3 separate regions of the Mus musculus genome follow, and all the other regions are linked to region 2. A link is a contact called in public Hi-C and promoter capture Hi-C data. All regions are on one chromosome and are shown on one strand. Each heading gives the region's core, a stretch centred on a gene start, on an enhancer-like site or on the middle of the called end of the contact. The rest is flanking DNA. Distances are from core to core; before and after follow the strand shown.

What was found. Promoter capture Hi-C pulls out the DNA fragments that hold promoters and counts their contacts. Hi-C and Micro-C count contacts between places; a contact is called where the count stands out from the background.
Region 1: a promoter capture Hi-C map of pre-B cells shows a contact between it and region 2, with 3 times the contacts expected there. The contact joins the promoter of Esd here to the promoter of Zc3h13 in region 2. A contact is called at or near these places in 4 of 39 promoter capture datasets (the C10 cell line, liver and pre-B cells), 4 of 484 Hi-C or Micro-C datasets (centroblasts, extraembryonic endoderm stem cells, liver and 1 more), 4 of 115 datasets of contacts at active chromatin or transcription factors (the 230-238 cell line, large pre-B cells, memory CD8 T cells and 1 more) and 2 of 9 other capture datasets (adipose tissue and liver).
Region 3: a contact with region 2 is called in a Hi-C map of LSK cells, with 7 times the contacts expected there. The contact joins the promoter of Gtf2f2 here to the promoter of Zc3h13 in region 2. A contact is called at or near these places in 1 of 39 promoter capture datasets (liver), 1 of 484 Hi-C or Micro-C datasets (LSK cells) and 1 of 115 datasets of contacts at active chromatin or transcription factors (thymic regulatory T cells).

What each region holds. Positions count from the first base shown.
Region 1 is chr14:74,730,029-74,734,402 of GRCm38.p6, forward strand. Esd (esterase D/formylglutathione hydrolase) reads left to right here and starts at 2,269. Exons shown (of 9, transcript NM_016903.5): 1 at 2,269-2,360.
Region 2 is chr14:75,282,488-75,286,552 of GRCm38.p6, forward strand. It overlaps Zc3h13 (zinc finger CCCH type containing 13), which reads left to right and starts at 1,879. Exons shown (of 19, transcript NM_001359875.1): 1 at 1,879-2,178. It overlaps Cpb2 (carboxypeptidase B2 (plasma)), which reads left to right. Exons shown (of 11, transcript NM_019775.3): 11 at 744-1,068. The coding sequence ends at 928.
Region 3 is chr14:76,008,371-76,012,547 of GRCm38.p6, forward strand. It overlaps Gtf2f2 (general transcription factor IIF, polypeptide 2), which reads right to left and starts at 2,495. Exons shown (of 8, transcript NM_026816.3): 1 at 2,310-2,495. The coding sequence starts at 2,375. It overlaps Gm36429 (a long non-coding RNA gene), which reads left to right and starts at 2,376. Exons shown (of 2, transcript XR_383601.2): 1 at 2,376-2,713; 2 at 3,540-3,742.

The DNA.
Region 1 (4,374 bases), core at 1,019-3,518, 550 kb before region 2:
TAGTAAATACATTTCTGATATGCTCCAGCCCAGTGTATAAAGTTTTTGGAAAGCCAAGACAGTTCCCATCCCCACAGATCTGAAGCAGATTGGAGTTTTCGTCATTTTCATTGAGTTCTTTTATTGGTTGCATCCCGCTCATAGCTCATATTCATTCAAACTGAGAAACTGAATATTCTCAGTCACAGACCTAGAGGTCAGCAGTGCTTAACCTGTGGGGTGCACCCCCTTTGGAGGGCCAAATGGCCCTTTCACAGGGGTCATGTAAGGCCATCAAAAACCAGATATTTGCCAGGTGGTGGTGGCGCAAGCCTTTAATCCCAGCACTTGGGAAGCAGAGGCAGGCAGATTTCTGAGTTTGAGGCCAGCCTGGTCTACAAAGTGAGTTCCAGGACAGCCAGGGCTACACAGAGAAACCCTGTCTCGAAAAACAAAAAACAAAACAACAACAGCAACAAAACCCAAAAAACAAACAAAACAAAACAAAACAAAACAACAAAACCAGAGATTTACATTATGATTCATAACAGTAGCAAAATTACAGCTATAAAGTAGCAACAAAAATAATTTTATGGTTGGGAGTCACCACAATACAAGGAGCTGTATTAAATGGCTGCAGTATTGGGAAAGTTGAGAACCACTGCTCTAGGTAATTTTGGACATATTTCTTTAAGTGATTACTATTCATTCATTTTCATTATCAGAAATATCAACATTACTTTCAGATTCGGTTTTCTTTACTTTCACACCCAAATAACAATATATAGTATTAATGTTCTTGAAAATAGAAGTTTTGATCTAGTATAATTTCATGCTGACTGAGAGAAACTGTCATTATGATTATTACCACTAATATGGATACAAGAACTCTTTGGAGTTAGTTTGTACCTTAAAGAGATCAAGATACTAATTGAACACCCTTTAAACTTTGTTCAAGCATTTAACAATTAGAAAGAATTTGCAGACTTGGGTAATCTTTCATAACTTCAGTTGTGAAACTCAGTTTGAAAAAAAATTACCTTTCCAATAAATTACATTTAAAAGTAGTTAGCTTGGGAGTGATAGAGTATACCTTTAATCCCAGCATTCGGGAGACAAAGGTAGGGGGATTTCTGAGTTCAAGACCAGCCGGTCTACGTAGTAAGTTCCAGGCTAGCCAGAATTACATTTAAGACTCTGTTAATAATAATAATTTTAAGAATTTACCTTAATGCTTTCTCAAAATAACATTCTTTGGTTAACCATTAAACAGGTACACAAATGCCTGCCACATGACACAGAAAAGCAACGTTCTGCGTGGCAGCTCATCCACACAGGTTATATTCCACTGAGCTCAGCTCACCTACTTGTTTTTTAGCCTGACTAGCCACATAACTTGCAAGTCCCCCAGCAAAACTAAGATGGAGAGCCTATACACACAGAGCAGGCACTGGGTCCTTCTGACAGTTTGTTGCAAATGCACAGGCTGCGTGATTATTAAACCAGACAATCTTACAGGTTATACATAGTATCCACAACCTAGCAGCCTAAATACTGGTTTTAAAAACTGCTTGTAATATTTAATTTTCTGAACAAAGTACACTTGCTGGTTAAATTGGATGAAGTTGAGAACTGCTGTAAATGATTAACCAGAAACCCTGACACAGTTCAACTTTTATTGAGGGAAGAGGGGAGAAAAAAATGGACATTGAAAAGAGTTAATGAATGTGTCCTCCTCCTAGAAGCTCCAAATCAAGCAGGTGCAGAGTAGATGTGGAATGAGGGTGGAAATGTGAAATTTCTGCTCAGGTTTCCAAACAACTGCAGAGTTCCACACAAGCCCTTTCCACAAGTTAACTGGGAGAGGCCAGCTGGTGTACTAGAGCCTCATTCTCTTGTTGCCTTCTGGGAGCATCTGAAGCAAGTTACAGAGGTCTAGAGGTCCAGTGTCATGACAGACACACTTTTGGCTCATCCTGACACACCGCGGAAACAGGAACCCGGCGAAAAGTCTCTTGGGAATGGCCTTGTAGGGGAGGGTCGGGGTCCGGGAACTCCTAGTCTCCCTTGGGGTGTATCCATAGGGCAGGTCTGCTAGGAGAGTGCGCGCCCTGGGGGCGGTGTCTCAGAATGGGAGCAGCTCAGGAGGGAGGGCTGGGGAGGAGAGGGGCAGAGAAAGGGAGGGACTTGAGGGCGGGGCCGTGAGAGGGGACCAGAGTAAGCGGCCAAAGGAGGGGACGGGCCCAAAGGGAGGAGCCTCTACGTGGGACCCGCCCCGGAGGCCGGGGCGGGACATATGGTGTGGGCGGAGCCAGAGGCAGTGCTCGGGGCGGAAGCCCCAACCTTCTTCCCTGGCGAGTTAGAAGCTGCCCCTCACCGAGGTAAGATGGAATGGGTCGTGAGTCCCAAGCATTCTCTACTACCTGGTTTTCGGGCGGCTGTGCGCGGACGCCTAGACCTGCGGTGGTGATAGCAGCGGGGAATGGTGACGATCTCTGCACCCTTCCCGCCGCGGTAAGGCAGGCCTCGTCCCGCAGGGCCTGCTAATCGCTTTAACTTCGGGGAGCTGGAAACAATGTGTGACCTGGGGCGCCAGGCTCGCTGGGATGCTCGGGTTGGTGGAGTGCCCGCCGGGACGGCATTTCGCCGAGCATTCCCGCGCGGAGCCCGGGGAACGCTTTCCCTCCGGGATCCCAGCCTGGGCTGCAGGCGACGCCACTAGGGCCCTGAGGTGTCTTGGGCAGCGCGCTCGAGGCCGTGCCCAGTGGTAAAAATTCAGGTGTAGGCGGCCGTCCATAGGTGATTTGTGGTTGAGTCGTCAGAAAGATGGCACTTATGTTATTTAAAATTAATAAAATTCACCATTTTTTATGTAGGCCATATTAGGCCTAATGGTCAGCAATCTATAGGCATTCTTTGAAAAGTTAAAGGAATGAAACCCCAGGCTTCTATAACAGTATTGTTTGTAGTGGGACATACTAGTAAGAAAGTAGACTAAGGTTTTAATTAGCTCTTAGCTATATATAATTGCTATGATGATACTGAGATTTTGTTTTATTTTGTTTTTGAGACATTGTAGTTCTGACTGTCCTGGAACTCACTTTGTATACCAGGCTGTTCTCGAACGCCTGGTTCTCCAGGGATTTAGGGCGCGTGCAACGAAACTTTTAAAGTTCAACTTTTGAGACATTTCAGATATAAGATAGGCTGTACAGGCAAGGATCTAAGTTTAATTTTAAATGTGTTGGGTTTTGCTATAGCGATGCGAAATAAATGCATAGCAGTTTGGCACTAATGCTTAAAATTTGAATATGAAAAGACAGATTTAGATTTTTCAGCCCAGAAGATGTGTTTGAAATTTAGGGACTATGAGTTAGGGGGAAAATATGTGACAAGAACTGGGAAAGGGGCGTGGGGTGGGGGAGTTGGGAACTAAGAATGAAATAGAGGGGGGGGGAGGCAGGACAGGCTTTGAGTAAAGAAATGGTGGTCAGGACTGTGAATTTATGCCTTCCCCAAAGCAGCAGAATATGCTTATTCATTGTGAAGCAGCAAAAGTGTGTTGCCATTGTCAAAGGTCTGTGACTAAGCCCTGACTAAGTCTGGAGGCAACTGTATCTTAACAAACAACATAGGTCCTGAGAAACTTAAGAAAGTTCATTCTTGGGTGAGCATACCAGAATCAGCTTATGCAACCTAGATGGTACTTTGGAGTGTGAACATGTACAAGGTATAGAATATGGTAGGCAGTTTTAACACGATGGCAACTACTGGTGTGTCTACACACAAAGGAGACAGAGTAAATTATGGCATAAAAGATTTTCAACAAATAGAATGCCAGTAAAAGAATGCTTTTTGTAACTAGAGCTTACAGGTCCAAAGCAAGTCAGTAAGTCAATTTTGCTATGAGTTAGGGAATGTAAGTGACCTGGACGAAGCTACACTAAACCTATTTTAAAATATCTTATTCATACTTTAACTTTTTTTTTATTTTATAAACTGTAGTTTTTAGAGCCATTTAACATTTATTATTACAGTGATGCAAACTTTTTTTTAAATTTTATCAGCTTTTTTCTGGTTTTAGTTTTCACAAACTTTCTATAGAAACGAAGACACAATCCCACAATCTTCAGGGTTGATTCACAGGACCACATCCCATGACTGTCTTCTGCATCCACATTTCATCCCATGGAAGTGCTTTAGGGTACATATATGGAGCTATCCTCCCCGGCAGACGCAGTTCCTTCTCCATAACGCCTTCTGTAGTGAGCACCTGCAGGAGGCTCCACACACACACACACACACACACACACACACACACACACCCGCAGACAGTAGCTTACTTATTTCTGTCATCTTGAGTTTGATTTATAAGTGACTGGTGCACATGAGCAT
Region 2 (4,065 bases), core at 629-3,128:
TCGTCGTCGTCTTCTTCTTCTTCTTCTTCTTCTTCTTCTTCTTCTTCTTCTTCTTCTTCCTCCTCCTCCTCCTCCTCCTCCTCCTCCTCCTCCTCCTCCTCCTCCTCCTCCTCCTCCTTCTTCTTCTTCCCAGAAAACTGACAGGATGCAAGATTCTTGCCCATGGTGCAGAAGCTGCCAGTTGGGTATGCTGACACTCTCCTGGGAGGAGAGAGGTTCCATTCTTTTGATTAGTACTTGGTGACAAGTGTGGTAACTGTAAAAGGTACACCACTTTAGTCAAGGAACTTTAACTCTAGAAAAGCTACTGAAGTAGGAAACATTGATTTATGGACAATGGTGCTCATTCTAAAGAAACTAAGTTATTTATCAACAAAATTATTTGAATCAACTATAGTTTACAATGCAATCCCTTAAAATGACTCAAAATAATGTCTATTCAAACACAATAATGATACATTTGGTAATGTTACAATAATTACTTCCAGAAATGTTACAAATTAAGACAGAAAGTACATGCACTGTAAAATGTACTAAAATGTTATTGGCAGTTATCACTCCTTAATCAGATTATTGTTGAGTTCTGGGCAACATGTGTTTTCTTTCTTAACATGGTTTCTTTTAGATGACTACAACTTTCAGATAAGAAATTTAGGTAACATCCAGAAGGAAGCTATTTTCGTTTCTACAATGAAATAAAGTGTTTGTTGCTATGAAATAAATATATTTTGTGTCTCTTTTAGATCTAGCTCCTGGAGGTTCTGACGATTGGATCTATGATTTGGGCATCAAATATTCGTTTACAATTGAGCTCCGAGATACAGGCAGATACGGATTCTTGCTGCCTGAGAGATACATCAAACCCACTTGTGCAGAAGCTTTGGCCGCCATCTCTAAAATAGTTTGGCATGTCATCAGGAACACTTAATGCCCTAACCTCCGCTCTCATTATTTTTATTTTATTGATTTCAGCAACACTTAACTGTTGCATTAGCTTCTAAGTTGAATCAGTTTCCTTGGTTTTGTTGAAGAATAAAAAGCACACTACTTTGAGCTTAAGAGTGAAAATGGCCCCCTGTGTATTTTAACATTTTTATTTTTATTATTTTTATTCTAAGAGGTTAGCTACTGGTCCCACCCCACCGTCCCTTGATTTATGATGAACAGCTATCTTAAGCAGTTTTAAGATGTACTGTGTGTGTGGTGGGGCGTGAGGGTGTGAGTTTAAGCACCAGGTTTATGCTGGACCCCCATCAGAGGCCAGAAGAAAATGGGGAACCGCTGTTACTGAAGGTTACAGAAGGTGGTCAGCAGTCACGTGGGGGATGGGAGTCAAACCTGGTCTCTGAAAGAGCTGCAACCGCTTTTAACGGCTGGAGCCATCTCTCCAGCTCCTCCTAAGCAACTTTTACCCTAAATCTACGGAGATCATTGGATCCAAGCAGGAAAAGCAAAGGCACTCTGTAGCACCTCAAGGGTTTGCACCCTAAAATTTTAATCAGTCTCTGCTCTTGTTCTTGAAAACGCAATCCGTGCATTTCTGCTCCAGCTTCAGGCCCAGGCGGGGGACGGGCGGTTGTCAAAATCTGCAGCTTCGAAACGCACCAGGCTGGTGGTTACTGCCGAAACAAAGTAGCACTTTATGCGATGGAAAACGGTGAAAACCAGAATCTCAGTCAACTGAGAATCTCCGTCCTCCCACGCTGACTCCGTGTCCCCAGACCTTAGTAAACAGGCGTCAGGAACACACTCCGCACTGCCCTCGCGTCGGACGCGAGGGGGCGTGGTCTGAGAGGGGCGGGGCTTACTCGATGACGACTAATCTGGGGGCCGGAAGCTGCCTTGCCTGCGGAGGAGTCGGGCAAACTCGCGACTTCCGTCGGCTTTTAGATGCTGCCAGTGTAGCGGCCAGGCAGAGTTGTGGTCTTAGCGTTGCTCTGCAGTGGCTTCTGTGCGTCTCTCGTCTCGTGTCCGGAGCTCTCCAGAGCTGGGAGAAGATCCGGGCGGCTCCGCTGCTCCCTGTTCCCGGCGTCCGCCCCGCTTGAGGAGGGCCGGCCCCTGGGAGCCGCGCGTGCACGTCCTCTTGGTCGTCCTCCCGGGGCCGGGCGCGGGGACAGCCGGAGCTGAGGCGTCAGGGACGTCCTGAAGACTGCGCTTACAAGGGTGCTTGGAGAGGAGGTAAGCGTTCGGGGAGCGGATGGGAAGAGGCGTTGGACCCGGCTCGTGTGGGCGTCCTGCGCTGTGGCCTCCATCCTCGCTCGCCTTGTTCTGTGCTGCTTGTGTTTCTGAACGCTGTTTGAGCATCCCACCCTTGACTCTGCAGAGGCTCTTGGTGTTAGATCTGGCTGTTGCTCCAGTTGTGATTCTGCAGTCTGTGTCAGGAAGCAGGCGGACTCGGATACCGTGGTGTGGTGGTCGCATTTGTGTGTGGTGAAAGGATGCAGCAGTTGTGTTTCTTGGATTTAGAGTTGCCTTCTTCACGTATTCCAGATCTATTGAAGAAAGGAGAGTCCTTTTGATTGTTCCTGGTCTTGCTTATTTCCCGGCTGCAGTAAATACTATTGGGAGTGTAGGAGTACTGTTTTATCTTTATACTCCCAGGCAACGGGAAGCTGGAACGAAAGGAGAAGATATATCTGGCAGTATCACTTGCTAAGCAGGTTGACATTTATGTGGCTGGAAAAGTATTCAGAGTTGAAGAAAATACTTGGATGATATTGGTAGGATCTTGCTTGTGAGAGGCAGTATCTTAAGTTAATTCGTTTTATTAGGAGTCTTCAGATAATTTGAACTCTTTCAGTTATGGGCGTGCACAGTCTCTCCTGGTTTGTGAATTTCAAAAAAAAATAATTTGAAAAGGTTGGACCTTTAAGTTTGGCATTTAAGGGTTTAAAAGTCTGTGATATGTTTATTTAGTTAGTCCAGATCACTATGCGGCTCTGCCTATATGCTTAGTTTTGCTATGTAGTACTTAACATTACTAGCTTTAGAATCCAAACAACAATATTTCGCAACACAGACGTATAAATTTTTAAATAACCTCCAACTTCTTAGTTAGATTATATCAGATGACAGTTTCATCTGGAGACTTAGCAAGCTGATGTAGGAATGTCACAATTTCTGTGCAAACGGTTGTGCCCTGAAACTTGAGTTTCAGTGTGAGCATCTGGTAGGATGTAGTTGATACCAACACATAGGGGGTGACTCAGATACCTAAATGTGCAGAAACTCAAATCCCTTCTGGAAAACGATGTTTTATATGCCTTCAATCATCTCTATACTTCTAATACATAGTGCAATGTAAATCCTATAAAAGTACTTTATGCTAATTTTAAATAATGTAAATAAGGTTTGTACACAGTGTAGTTTTGGTTTTTGGGTTTTTTGTTGTTGTTTTGTGTTGCTTTGTTTTTGTTTTTGTTTTCCTGGATATGTTCAATCCAGGGATACAGCTTCTTTATTTGCTTTCTGTTTACTGGTGACTTGGAGTGAACACTAACCTTTATTCTGAGTATATTCTCTGTTCTCAGCAGGCCGTATCACCCTGAACACCTGATCTCAGAAGCTTATCTGGATTGGGCCTGATTAATGTCTAGACTGGAGACACTTACCTCAGTTTAATGTCTGTAATATAAATTTAGAATACTAAAGCACAGTATGACTTTTATATCAATACATTATATTAAGTCATTAGTGTTAATTTATATTGTATTAAGCATAAATTTTGAATTTAAATCTTGGTCTTTTTTAAAGATACATATATGTATTATATGTATATATTACTTATACATATACACACACACACACATATATTTAGCTTAACAGGATTTGAATCCAAAATATACCTGGTTTTAAACATTTAGGATAAGGGAATTCACAATTAGCATATTTTTTATTAACAAAATTTAAGAGGCCTTGAAAGTAATTACTTATTCAAGAAGAGCCACCTCTGCCATGCTCCTTTCTCAGCCAGGTTGATGGTATGGAACTCAGAGTATATTGTTCCCTGAAGAAGGGGAGCAGTTCTCATATTTGAGATGTATTTTCTCTTAATAGGCTCAGTAT
Region 3 (4,177 bases), core at 1,245-3,744, 730 kb after region 2:
TGGAAAAGAGGAAGGTTGAGGAGACAATTCTGTCAGACTCCTTGTAGACTTTCTATCCCCTCCACCCACTCATCCCCTCAATCACTCTTCAAAGTACTCTCCCTTGTCTACAGATATGAAAACCGAATCTAAGGCTAGTGATACAACTCAGAAATAAAGCTAGGTGAGACTGTGGACAATGTATCTCAAAATACCATATGGACTTTTTAATGGTTTTGCTATTTAAGTCTGATAAGGGCTGGAAAGATGGTTCAGCTTTAAAGCACTGACTGTTCTTCCAGAGGACCTGGGTTCAATTCCCAGTACCCACATGGCAGCTCATAACCAGCCATACCTGTAATACCAGAGGATCCAATGCCCTCTTCTGGTTTCTGGGTCTTACAACATTCCCCTGACTCAATGTAGACCAGGCTAACTTCTCAAGTACTAAGATTAAAGGTGTGCACACCACAGTCCTGTCTATTTGGTAGCTCTCCTTTATCTAAGATATATATCTGTGTATTTATCTAACATAAATACTCAAGCACAGGTGCTCTAACACACACCTAGGTGGGAGAATTACCATGAGTTTATGGCCAGCCTGGGCTACACAGAGACTTCCAGGCCAGCCTGAACTAAGAAAGGTAGAGAGAGAGAGGGAGAGATGAAGAGAGAGGGAGAGAAGGGAAGGGAAAGGAAAGGAGAGAATAGGTTTTCGTTTTTCCTGTTACTTATAACCCTTTGCTGTATTCTCTGTTTTAGTCAGACTTAGTCACTGTGACCAAATATCTGACAGAAACAATTTAAGATTTATTTTGCACTGGGTATCTCAGTTTCTATCTGTCATGGTGGGAAAAACAAGGAAAAGTGCTGCAGCTCACTCCACAGTGGCCATGATATAGAGGAGATACAGAGAGGGCCAGGGCAGCCCTAAGAACATACAGCCAGAATCTACTTCTTCCAACTAGGCCCCGCCCCACTACCTTTCACTACCTCCCAGAGAAGTCACATTATAAATCCACCAACAGAGTAACTAATCCCTTAATTAGATCATAGCCCTGTGACCTACTTTGCCTCCAGAAACAGCACCAGAAACACCCAGAGGTGTGTTTCATTAATCGCCCGCCGATGAAACTGACAGGACTAACTCCTACCCACTTTAGTTTGTGTCTCTTTGACATACAGCCTTTTCTTTTTCTTTTTGGTTTTTCGAGACAGGGTTTCTCTGTATAGCTCTGGCTGTCCTGGAACTCACTCACCTGCCTCTCCCTCCCGAGTGCTGGAATTAAAGGCGTGTGCCTTTTCAATTTCTTATATTCATCACATATTGGAAAAGTAATATGTGCCAAACACTAATCAAAGTGCAAAGAAAGTGACTTGGGGGTAGGGGCATCAACAATAGATACAGACAGGTACAAAGGAGCACTAGAAACTGTTCAGGGGTTTGAAGAACTTAACATAGTCTGCTGTGCTGGCAAACGACGAGAGCTGTTTCAGAGAAAAGGACAGGAAGAAACACTTTGTCTTGATGAGAACTCAGCCATGGACTTAAAACACTCATTACAAAGATAAACCATTTAAAAAACAAGTTTGGGAAACTTTCATGATCCCATTTAAATATGGTTTTTCAGAATGAGATTCCCCACAGAGCCTCCCACCCCATATAAAAAAAAGTGACCCGAATAGATGGCGACCACTGGGGCAAACGAGGTCTGCCGCATGACCACTTAAAACATTTACTGCTGGTTGGTTTCATGAATCCTAAACTCGCTCTTTAAAAACACGAAGTCAACAACTTCTCTTTGAATTCAGAACTTCTAGGTCTTTCGAAGGCTCCAATTGAATTACCAACCCAGGCAACACTAGCCGTGTAAAGCGACAGGAGTCTACATGGCGAGTTCCAGGCTAGCCAAGTCTACACAGAGAGATTGTTTCAAAACAACAGAGTACACAGGGACCAGCTCCACTTTGTGGTCCAGAAAACTGTACGGAATATCTATTCAAGTAATTTATACACGTTCATAACTAAAGTTAACCTTACCAAAAAGAAAACCGCAAGGACTTTTCCGACCTGGGGTAAATGTACTGCCCACTCGGGGACCACCGGGTCAGGACTCCAGGAAGGCCAGGTCTTGGCGGTAAAGAGAGTTAGTTCCATGGTGGGCGGATGAAATTGAGAGACGGCCTGAAAGACGCCCTGTGTCCCCTAAAGTAACTTCTCCAACCTGCAAACGGACGCAACAGCGACCCGCTTCTCAGAACAGCGGTGGCCCGAGCAAGACGGACCCAGAACTTTCGGAAGCGCCCCGCGGGGCTCGCGTCTCACTCACCTTGACCAGCCACACGCCGGTGTTCTGTTTGGCGCCCGTCAGATCGAGTTCCCCGCGCTCCGCCATGAGCTTGTCGCGTGAGGAGGCGTGCAGTGCGCGCACAAGCAGTGGTCCCGGCGCTGAAAGGCAGAGAGCGACAGTCCAGAGCCGGCCAAGGGAGTAAGTAGACCGCGAAAAGCCGGCGTCGCACACAGCCCGGGAACCAGGAACTTAGATGAGAAGAACACGCCGCCGAATGAAGAACTGCGCCTGCGCACGACTACGTCAGGACAGCGCGCCGAGAGGGACAAACTTCCTGCTCCGGCAATTTCCTAGATGGGCGTGACTCCCGGCAACGTGCAATCTTGGGATTCGAGTGCTGGGAAAGGAAGAGCCTAATCCTGAACCGTGCGTTTACAGCAAAGGTGACAAAGTGGAAAGATTAAGGTTTAGACAGACAAAAGCTGTGTGTATTTATACCCAACCCTAGATAAAGAAGCTAGGCATTTTAAGGACAGACTTGGGGGTAAAAAAAGTCACTTTCTTGGCCCAATTAACATTGGCACAAGTGGGCACTAGAGTACAAGTGAGTATGCTGGACACATGCCTTTTCGAGGCATAAAAATCAATTCACACCGTGCAAGCAGCATACACTCTTTCAGACGCCGAAACCTGAATGCCATCTAATTGAGTTGGTAAGACCCACCATGTAAGAAACAGATCTGATTATCCAACTGCCCTGCTTAAACAGTTTCCGGTTGCAGGATATTGGATCACATTATGAGCCCTGAGATTGTGAACTGGAAGAATCTGTTAATAACTGTGGCTCAGCCTTTGATCCTAGAACTTTCTGTTTACTGTAAACAAGTATAGGTAGCCTGGCTCACCCCTACCTAGCGCGCACATTAATCCAAGAGCTAAATAAAGTCAACCCTAGATCAGGCGGCAGAGCAAGTAGCCAGCTGACAAGAGAGTGAACATGAGCAAGAGAAAGGAGAGAGTTTGAGGTGAAGGGTATTTAAGAGTGCATGAAGGAGAAGGGGCTTTTCCTTCTGAGAAGTCGGTGGAGTGGGAAGGTCAGCTGAGTACTTTTTCTGCCTCTCAGAGTTAGCAGGCTTTCACCGCAGCTTCTAGCTCCTGAGTCTTCATTTGGTAATTTCCTCCCCCACTTGCCTTTGGAATGAAATTCTACCCTGTGCTTCAACTGAGTCCTTTGGGTTTGATCCTTCCTATACTCTCTGTTCCACACAGGATTCCACACCAAGCCCATCCACCTGCTTGAAGACTCCAGGACCTTCCTCTTACCATTTCAGAGCCTCTTTCAAACCAATTCCTGTGCCTTAGATGCCCTGCTTTCCCTGATCTTTACACTGGCCCTGTCCTTTGGCAAACTTCTACTTATAAACACAGACAAGTGGAAATGAAATAAAGACCACACAGAAAAGAGAGTCCCCCTAGATAAAGTTCTGTTTCCCCATATGATAGTGTGTGATGCTTAACGCTGTACCATGAGAGGCGTGTTTATCTTTGTTTTCTACACTACTGACTGAACTCCTAGACAAAAGTACTGTTTTTGCCCCAGATTTGCTGAAGCAGAATGGACAAATACAAAATAGTGTTTTATTCATTTTATATGCACAGCACCCAGCACAGTGTTTGACATACTGTGGGATGTCAGTAGGCTTTGGTTGAATGAACATTTGCTGAAGAGAAACAAGCAGTAAGGTATTGGAAGAATGGCAAGTAATTTATTGAATCACACACCAGAGCTATGCACAAAACTGCAGAGAGTCTATATCTGTGCAGCATAAGGGCTGGGAAAACTGTCAGGTCTCTGAGATCTGCTGGCAAAACTAATGTGATGGAAAAGACCAGGCACTCATTGGAAA